2 separate regions of the Bos taurus genome follow, and region 1 is linked to region 2. Evidence: chromatin contacts called from public Hi-C data. All regions are on one chromosome and are shown on one strand. The core of a region is the stretch at or near the end of the contact, and the rest is flanking DNA. Distances in the headings are between cores, read along the strand shown.

Region 1 (4,863 bases), core at 1,489-3,988, 180 kb before region 2:
GGGGAAGCCCACACCCCCTCCTTTGATACGTGTGGAACACACGTTATGTGCGATATGCACCGCATGTCATACATGTAGCACATACATGTGACGTCACCCCCCACATTCACCCCAGATGAAGACACACACCGCTGCCCTCGCCCCTGCCTCGGGAACCTGTGGCATCAGACGCCAGCCCAGCGGTCGCCTTCGTGAAGGGAGAGGGGAGCGGGGACTGGGGACCTTGGGAGCCCCCGGGGCCCGCTGATGCTCGTCTCCCGACTCAGCCGGTTACAGCGTGGGTGCATGTCTTGACAATTCACTGAGCTGTAGGCTTCTGGTTGGTGTGTTTTCTGTACGCATGTTATACTTCTATTAAAACACTGATTTTCAAAAATATGATTTTTACTGAATCTCACTGAGGGAAGTGCACAGTGGAAATCACTTTATGGTCCTTAAGTGCTTAGGCCACTGGAATTTGGGTTTAGACAATGTTTTCCACAGTTTCCCCCAAACAAGGACAGCATGTGCCCAAGTGACAGGCCGCAACGGGACCGCCTGTCTCAGTGTCCTCAGGAGGGTGACGGGCTTAATGGAACGGGGCTGGCATTTACAAGGAGCTTCTTTTCACTTATCCTTTAAACCAGATATCAGGAATGGTTGGCCAGCTGGGAGCTGAGCATAATAAGTCCATTTTTAAATTAAGAATTTTTATCAATTTTAAATGAAGAATTTAGTTTTCAAAACTAGACGAACCCCAAGGAAACACCAGGGGGCGGCATTCCACAACATTACAGATGGAGAGCGCCGAAGGAGCCGGGAGCTTTTTGTTGCTTTGTTTTTTGGGTTTTGGTTTTTAGGTAACCATATAAATATTGACAATGATCCTTTACAAGGGTGACTTATTGAAGTGGAAAATGGAAGGTCAGAGAGGTTATTACGGGAGTCTTTTTAAGTTCCCTTAAAACACAGAAGTCAAAAAGTGAAAAAACAAAACAAAAACACAGAGGTTAAGGCTGGCACACGAAGACCGCCGCTGAAGTTCCCCAGCCGCACAACGAACAGCTTTTCTACTCGTGTTGTCGCAAACGTCTCCTGGATGAAAGCGCTTGTCGTGTGCTGGAAAGGGTTAACTGCTCGCCAAAGACCCATGGGTAAGCCCTGCATTCACGTGGACCTGGATTAGGGACTCCTGGTACTGAAGAGGAGCAGTTTCTTCTGAGTAAAATGTGAACCAACTCTCGGAGCAGAAATATGCTCCCAGCTGAAGTACCTGCTGATCTTCAGCACAGAGGGGGTCTGCAGGGAATGGTTTGCAAATGTTAGCAGGCGCATCTCGCCCTTGAGTCATGTTTTATGGCATCTCTCACCTCTGAGGAGGAGCCATCGCCTCAGGGCGATAGATAGAGTGTATTTGCCCTCTTTAGAAAGACAATAAAATCAGGCTTTATGGGGAGAGAGAATGAGAGTTTGCCCTAGCTGTTAACTGTGGAATTCTTTCTTAACTACAGGAAGGTTAAGCCTGGGGGGCTGATTCACAGGTTCTTTCTGTGGAAGCCACCCTTTCTGCCCACAACGGCTGGGACACAAGACCTCTCGCTTCGAGGGTCCATGCTTCAAGGAAATGAGAGAACACACCTCGGGACTCCCCTGGCAGTCCAGTGGTTACGACTCTGCACTTCCGATCAGTTCGATCCCTGGTCAGGGAACTAAGGTCTTTCAGGCCCACAAAGTGCAACCAAAAGAAAAGCTTAACTCTTCTAACTGATGGGACTGTGGGAAGAAGAAAGTGAGAATGGGCCAAATGAGGCAACTAAAATCCAGAGGGGATATTCGTGAGTCGCTTAGATCATGGATGTCAGACAAGGAAGGTAGAGAACGCAGGGCTCAGAGTGTCCTGATCTCCCCTCTCTGGGAGAAAGGCTAAGCCTGGAGCAGAAAGCCAGCAGGAAGAGAGACTTCTCCCCCCTTCTCAGTCCAGACTATGGGCAGTGACACCCACTGCTGGTGACCTGTGGTCCAGGCGGTTAGCAGAGGGGGAGGCCGGGACTTCACAATCCTCCAGGCAGCTCTCCCTCCAAGGGCCCAGGAGTCCCTGCAGCTCCAGGAGACCATGGAGGGCATCAGAGAGGAGAACCTGCAGCCTTGCCCAGGCCCTCTGCAAAGGACGAGGCTGCCCAGGGCGGAGCCCGCAGGCTCTGGGCAGGCCGAGGGCTTGGGGGGAGCTGCGGGTGGGCCTGACAGAGCCAGTCAGGGAGGGGCTCGGGCCGCACCAGGCCGGGACAAGGCAGGTCACGACTCCAACAGCCACAGCCTGTTAAAGGGGAAGATACTGAAACGCCCCCCCACCTGGGCCACAGTCCTCTATGACAGCACAAGCTGCACAGCTTTGCCCCCTCCCTCTCCTAGGCTGCCCAGCTCTGCTTTGCTGTTTGATTCACGAGTAACCCCTTCACGTCCTTACTTCTCTAGGGACCTGAAACCAGGTCCCTGGGCAGAAAACAGCTTGACTGGCACTGAATTTAAAAGATCTCTCTTTGTTAATCCCCAGCAGGTGCACCTCAAACATTTCCCCAAGCTCCTGTGCCCCAAAACATGCTCTCTCTTCAAGGGGACGCCCGCTGTGTCTGGCATGCTACCTGGGAGGGCAAAAGGAAGCCGTCTGCCTCCGCAGCGTTGGAAGCTGCAGCCCCGGAACAGCCATCCGGTCCTCACTCACTCACCGAGGATGACGCAGAGGCCTTCCTGCTGACGGAACTTCCATCTACCCGGCCTCGTGTAACCGGGACGGCTCGTACTTGCTCCAGTTGGCAGGAAGCACGCAGTTAGGTCCTTACTCCAAGACAGTCACCAGTGCTCTGAGGAGCTTCAACAGAGCTAACAATGCCCCAAGAAGAGCGAAGCGGGCTTGCCTGGTGATCCAACGCAGGGGGCGCAGGCTCGATCCCACACGCAGCTGAGCCCACGCGCCGCAACTAAGACCCGACACAGCCAAAACAAATTACTTAATATTTAAAAAAGAAGAAGAAGTAGGGTTCAAGGGGCTGCAAGGAACACCCGTCGTGAAAATCTCTTCTGCCAGGCCGCGGAAGTAGACATGGCTGGAAGCCTAAGGCTCCGCCGCGTCTCCCTCCACTGGCCGGGGCCGGAACTCAAAATAGGTGGTGCACCGTGGATGGACAAGAGCGTGACTGTTTCGCAAGGAGTTAGATTTATGGATTGTTACTTGGCCACACCCCCAGGTTCAAATCCCATTTCTGCCCCTTACTGTGTGACTTTGGGAAGTTGCACAACCTCTCTGCCCTCAGAAGCATTCTGACCCGTAAAGTGAAATTAACAGCAATACCTATCAATGCAAGCATTAAGTGAGATGATGAGATATTCCATGCAAAGTATATAGTATATAGAAGGATGATAAACGTTACATATTTTTATTGGTTTAATGGCTTTCTTAAATAACTCAAGAAATAACACATTTCCATACCCAGATAGGACTGATCAGTACACAATTTTGTTTCCTGGTGTAGAGTCTACACACTAACTTAGTAAAAGCCACACCTGGATACAATTAATACAATGCATTCTATCCTTGTCTCCAGAAAGAATTATCATCATGTTCTAGGGTAAATCCTTGGAGCAAGACTGTCCCTATGAGCAAGGCTGAAGCGACCAGTGTTCGTACTGGTACGAACACTGTGGGACTCCCCAGCGGTGCAGTGGTTAAGGCTTCGATTCCAGTGCAGCAGCTGTGGGTCTGATCCTGGTCTGTGGGTCTGGTCCCCGGTCTGTGGTTTGATCCTGATCTGTGGGTCTGGTCCTGGTCTATGGGCCTGATCCTGGTCTGTGGTTTGATTCCTGGTCTGTGGGTTTGGGCCCTGGTGGGGAAGTTAAAACCCTACATGCCTCCCAGCCAAAAAACCAAAAGAGAAGCAATATTGTACCAAATTCAATCAAGACTTAAAATGGTCCACAGAAAGACCATCCAGTGGCAAATCTGTGAGCTTCTTCAGAAGACACGGAGGTGTGGATTATTAACGTGCGGGGTTGAGGCGAGCATGGGCCCACAGAGGTGTTTCGTTCTGTTTTGTTTTGTTTTGTTTTGTTAGGCAGTGATTTTGTTGTTGTTCAGTCACTCAATCGCGTCTGACCCTGTGACCCCTTGGACTGTAGCCCACTGCGCCCCTCCGTCCATGGACTCTCCAGGCGAGAACACTGGCTCGGCCACCACTTCGCTGCGCGTTGCTCTGAAACAGCCCGCAAGGTGAGCGGAGCCTTCGGGGCGCGTGCCCTCTCTGCCAGCGGAGCCCCACCACCCGCCCCAGCGGGCAGCGCCTCTCCACACTGCTCCATCGCCCACCTGTCGGTCAGACACTCGAGGTGAGCGTTTCTTCAACAGCCGCAACAGAACTCTCTGGACCAGGGCTCTGCAGACTTCTGTGACGGGGCTTCTCTTTGCAAAGAGACCTTGGTTCATCTTCTCTCACACACAGAACCCACACCCAACTGAATTCCGCCAGCCCCCAGAGCCGCCCTTTGCTCTCTTTACAGCTCTCCACCCAGTTCGCAGGGCTGGATTCAGCAGGAGGCCGAGACCTGTTAATCTTTTCAATGTGTCTGACCTTTTTAGTAGGTGAGACAAATTACTTGCCTATTTTCACATGTTTTAAATGAACTGACTCTTGGCTCAGTCTTGTCCTTAAATAAACAGCAAAATGTCAGGCAGCTCCAAGTATTCAGTATAGTCTGACTCACTGGGAAAGCTGTGAGCCCAAAGACAACCCCAAGCTATGGGCTGAGTGGGAGAAGCGTCTGGATTTTAGGGTTACTTTAAAGAAAGCTGAGCACCGAAGAATTGATGCTTTTGGACTGTGGTGTTGGAGAAGA
Region 2 (4,973 bases), core at 46-2,545:
GCACGCCGTCTGATGGGACTAGCGGCCCATGCAAGTGGCTCTGACGCTGAAGCCAAGGAGTTCTGTTTTTCCTGGCAAACCGATCTATGACCACAAGCCCAGCAGCTGCGGAACCGGTCAGACCGTCAGTACAACCCTCAGAGACGAATCCAAGGACCGCGATGGGATGGGAGTGATGGGGTCTGAGCCCCGGGCCCCGCCTGCGCCGGGCGCGGGGACGCAGTCGGGGCGCCGCCGCCCGGGCCGGTGCGCTCCGCCCGAGGCATGCGCGGGGACCGGGCGGGACCCGAGCCTCCACGGCCCTTGCGGACCCGGGCGCTGACCCACGCGCGCGTGCGGACGCCGGCACAGGCGCGGGGTTTGCAGCCTTCGGTTTGGCCCCATAAGGACCTTTCGGGGGGCGCCGAGGTCAGCTCCGCTTCACGGATGATGACACTGGGGCTCAGGGCAGCGACGCGAAACGTGCACCTTAAGTGACGGCGTCGCGGGCTGGCGGCTTCCACCCGGAGGAGCGCGGCCCCGGGGGGGCCGGCTGCGGGCTGCCACGCGCCCCTCGCGCCCGGGCCGGCAAGACCCCAGCGCCCGGGAAGGGGCGCGCGCGCCCACCGCCCGAGCCTGCCGCCGCTCCGGCTCCCGCCGCCCGAGCCCCCCGCCGCCCCGCGCGCTCCCGGCGCGTCCGAGAGGCGGAGGGCTGCAGGAACCGGGCTGCGGTGAGATCGGCTGCGGGCTGCCCACGCGCCCCTCGCTCCGGCCCGGGGGCCCGGCTGGCAAGACCCGTAGGCGGAAGCCCCCGCGCGCTTATTGCCCGCGGTCCCCGCTCCCGTCGCCCCGCGCGCCCACTGCCCGAGCCCCCCGCACCCACCGCTCTCGCCGCCCGAACTCCTCGCTGCCCCGCGCGTCCGAGACCCCTGGGCGTCTCAGCGGCGCAGGGCTGCAAGAACAGGGCTGCGGTGAGGCGCTGCGGGCTGCCCACGCGCCCCTCGCCCCGGCTGGCAAGATCCCGGAGCCCCCGCGCGCCCATTGCCCCAGCCCCGCGAGCCCGCGCCCGCACGGCCGCAGCGAAGCCGGGGCCAATGGAGCCGCGGGCGCGCGGGCTGGCGGCGCCCCACGAGCCGCGGCACGGCCCCCCGCCTCACCGCAGCTGCTCGCCGGTGACCAGGACCTCCGCCATGCGCTCGAGCTCGCGCTGCCGCGCCCCGCCGTCGCCGCCGCCAACCCCCTCCATGGCCCTCGCCGCGCCTTCAGTCTCCGTGGTCCGCTGTGGGCTCGGCTCGGAGCCCCAGCCTGCCCGCACTGACACCGCCCCCGCCATCTTTGCTGGGGGCGGTGCGGAGCTCACACGCCATTGGCTACCGCGGGGAGGCGGTGGGCGGTGCCCAGAGAGCCCGCCCACATGGGGGCGTGGCCGAGCCCCGCGTGGCCGGGGGCGGGGCCAAGAGGGAAACATCAACACGGGGCGGGGCGGGGCGGTTCTGAGCGCCTGCTGAGGCTGCAGGTCCGGCCCGGAGGCCTCTCCTTGACGCGCACAGCTGGTCTGCGAGGTCCTGGGCACGGGCGGGGAGGCTACTACACACGGGTGCAGGCATTTTTATTATATCGTCCACGTCCCCGACTGCCTGGGTAGAAATAATCATTTCCCTAAGCAGTGAACTGGGAAGGATGTACATACACGTCATTGCAGGGTTTCAAGAGATTAACCAAGCTTCTCGCCCAACCTTCTCACCAAAGACAGTTTACCTACCTTTGCTGTTGCTGTTCAGTCGCTCAGGCGTGTCCGACTCTTCGCGGCCCCATTGACCGCAGCACTCCAGGCCTCCCTGTCCATCACCAACTCCCAGAGTTTACTCAAACTCATGTCCATCGAGTCGGTGATGCCATCCAACCATCTCATCCTCTGTCGCCCCCTTCTCCTGCCTTCAGTCTCCAGCATCAGGGTCTTTTCCAGTGAGTCAGTTCTTCGCATCAGCTGGCCAAACAATTGGAGTTTCAGCTTCAGCATCAGTCCTTCCAATGAATATTCAGGACTGATTTGCTTTAGGATTGACTGGTTGGCTCTCCTTGCAGTCCAAGGGACTCTCAAGAGTCTTCTCCAGCACCATGGGGTCATCAATGAAGAATGCTGGGTTGGAATCAGATGGACTTGAGATCCAGTGGCATACCTATAATTTCCTAACTAAATGTGCTTAATTCCCAGTTTCTTCCTTTACAAAATAAAAATAATTGTGGCTACCACGTTGTTGACATCTGCTGCATTAAAGACGCTTCCGATAGTCGTTACTTCTTTTAATCGCAACAAATGGTAAAATGAGTATTGCCCTCTTTTTACTCAGGAAACAGGCCCAGAGAGATGAGGCAACTTGAGCCTCATTGTCCAAAAACTATGAGGATCATTTAACATAAGCATGGTGCCCAGGGTTAATTAGATCAACAGCTTGCTTTTGCTCCTGTTTTTGTTCTAAAATTGCTACAAAGAATATCAAGAGCTTGCATGGATTTCACCTTCAAACATGCAGTTTCTATCTTGATCCTGTCATTTACTAACTTTGCAACCTTGTGCTAGTTACTTAACTTCTCCAAGACTCCATTTTCCATCAATAAAGCAGGAGTAATTCCTACTTTATAGGGATGTTGTGTGACTTAAGTGAAACAACATTATGTAAAGTTTCCAGGTATATGCCATGTGTTCAATAGCTGTTCTCTTTAACATCATTGTTTTTTGAAATACTTTTATTTATTCCTTATATTTGGGTGAGCTGGATCTTCCTTGCTGCTTGGGCTTTTCTCTAGTTGAGGCCAGTGGGGACTACTCTATTGCAGGGCCTGGGCTTCCCTTTGCGGTGGCTTCTCTTACTGTGGGGCCCGCGCTTTAGGGCCCGCGGGCTTCAGCACAGGCTTAGTTGCTCTGCAGCATGGGGAATCTTCGGAGCAGAGATCAAAGCTGTGTCTCCTGCATTGGCAGGTGGATTCTTAGCCACTGGACCACCAAGGAAGGCCCTCATTATTGCTTTTAATATGAAAGAGAAGATAAAGAAGGAGAAAAAGGTGAAGAAATTCTTGCCAGATACTTTCCATTGTGTTTTTGTTTCCAGACAAATCCATTTTTCTCAAGTTATTTCTAATTAATATTTGATTATTAATAGGTCTTCAATATGAAGAAAAGAGAAAGGCAGAACAGGTCCCACTAAATCTCTTTGATTAATAGTTTTAAGCTTTTTGAAAGTGTAAAATGAAAAAAAATATTTACCTATTCCTAATTATTCATTGTTCAAACAATATTTTGTTTTATCCAAAAGCTCTAACTACATATTGTAAATCATATCACTATTATGATTGTCTTCTGGCTTTTCTCCCTTTAAATCTAGTCATGCTTTCATTTGAATTCAGACAGCTTTCTTCATCTCAAAAGTGAAAATGAAAAAAAATTATGTAAAATATTTTCCTGTTTAATAGTTTGTGATTAAAACTTCATGATAAAAACTTTATCATAAAAGTTTATGATTAAAAAAACTATTTAAAAAACACCTTAACATAAGGGGGCGGGGATCGAGTCAGTAGTATAGCTGATACCACTCCTCCAGTGAGAGGCAGTGTGGAATCTGCTGTTCATGCTCGAGGAGAAGGTTCTGTGTGTGTTTGTGTGTGTAGATGTGAACAGGATGCCAGTGGGCTATTATTGTTTTCATCTTTCTTTTCATGTAGGAAACACACCATGTTCCCCTTGGCTAGAAAACAGACCCTTTCTCCTAAGAGGAAGGTTAGTTAGCTCACCAAAGGACCTGTGTTCAGGGCACGACTGGCCCGGAACAGCATGTGACGTGCTGGTGCCCTGAATGAGAAGAGGGCGCGGACACCGCGATCCACCCCTGACCTCCGAAGGACCGAAGATTCCAGCAGATCGTGGTTTGATTCCTGTTCATTATCTTTTCTAAAATTTGTCTTCCTTTGCAAAACCAGGATAATACCACCGATCCCACGGGATTGCTGGAAGGGTGAAATAAAATGGAATGAGCCCACCTGTCACAGGCAGAATCTGTTAAACCTGAACCTTTTCCTCCTCCTCTCCCTATTCACTTGCACCATGCCTTCTTGCTGTTTCCAAGCTCTGGGACCAGTGCTCCTCAGGCTTTTGGTAGATTTGGATCAGATGTGTGCTTGCACGGGCATATGAGTGTGTGTGTTTTTAATCCATTGAAGACTGGCACTTTGGCAAAAGACAATAAAAATGAATTTTTAAAAACATACAAAGCAGAAGCCCCAATTTTTTACTGTTTGGTGAATGGACAGAAAACTGTCAAATTGCTATAAACATTTCTAAACGATTTCTCTCAATATCTGTGAGTCTCAGTGTCTCTCCATATAGGTAAGGGTTATCAGCTGGCACACCATGCTTTGAATAGTTCTGGAAAAGGGGTGAACAGCAGTGTGAGAAGATGAATAAAGTCTGTGAAAAAATACTGTCGACTATAAACTTAATAACATGTTAGCTACCATTACTGTTTGGAGAAGGAAATGGCAACCCACCCCAGTATTCTTGCCTGGAGAATTCCAAGGACAGAGGAGCCTGGCAGGCTACAGTCCATGGGGTTGCAAAAGAGTCGGACAGGATGGAGCGACTAACACACACACACACACACACACATACACACACACCATTACTGCTATTGCCTCTTCGTATACAACTGTATTATTGCCTCTTGATCTTAAAGATGAACTGAAATCCCACCTTCTTGGTGCCATGTTCCTGCACTCCCCCAGGTGGCTTGTTGTTTCTGTCTACACATTCTCATGGTATACGAAGATGTACATTACTATTAACCATTAATACAAGTCTAGAGCCTCCAGCTGCCACAATTTTTATTCTCTTTCTGGGAATGGAAGTAGATTGATGGCTTAACAATATCCTGTCCAGATCTTTCTGTTGATCCTTTAAAGAAGGGAACTTGTTTTTAAAAATTAAATGTAAAAATAGAAGA

Evidence for each region. A called contact is a pair of places that touch in the nucleus more often than the background predicts.
Region 1: a Hi-C map of liver shows a contact between it and region 2, with 4 times the contacts expected there. The contact joins the enhancer-like site here to the promoter of DEPTOR in region 2. A contact is called at or near these places in 4 of 11 Hi-C or Micro-C datasets (8-cell embryo, liver, skin fibroblasts and 1 more).

What each region holds. Positions count from the first base shown.
Region 1 is chr14:81,467,981-81,472,843 of ARS-UCD2.0, reverse strand. LOC132342236 (keratin-associated protein 10-7) reads right to left here. Exons shown (of 2, transcript XM_059874513.1): 1 at 2,703-4,863. Among named protein-coding and RNA genes, the nearest start is that of COL14A1, 27 kb to the left of the region's middle. Within about 2 kb of position 2,738, at least 26 of the 102 cell types and tissues checked have an H3K27ac peak or open chromatin away from gene starts, as enhancers often do. A contact at or near this core is called in liver, where this site is marked.
Region 2 is chr14:81,283,159-81,288,131 of ARS-UCD2.0, reverse strand. It overlaps DEPTOR (DEP domain containing MTOR interacting protein), which reads right to left and starts at 1,295. Exons shown (of 9, transcript NM_001102312.1): 1 at 1,137-1,295. The coding sequence starts at 1,225.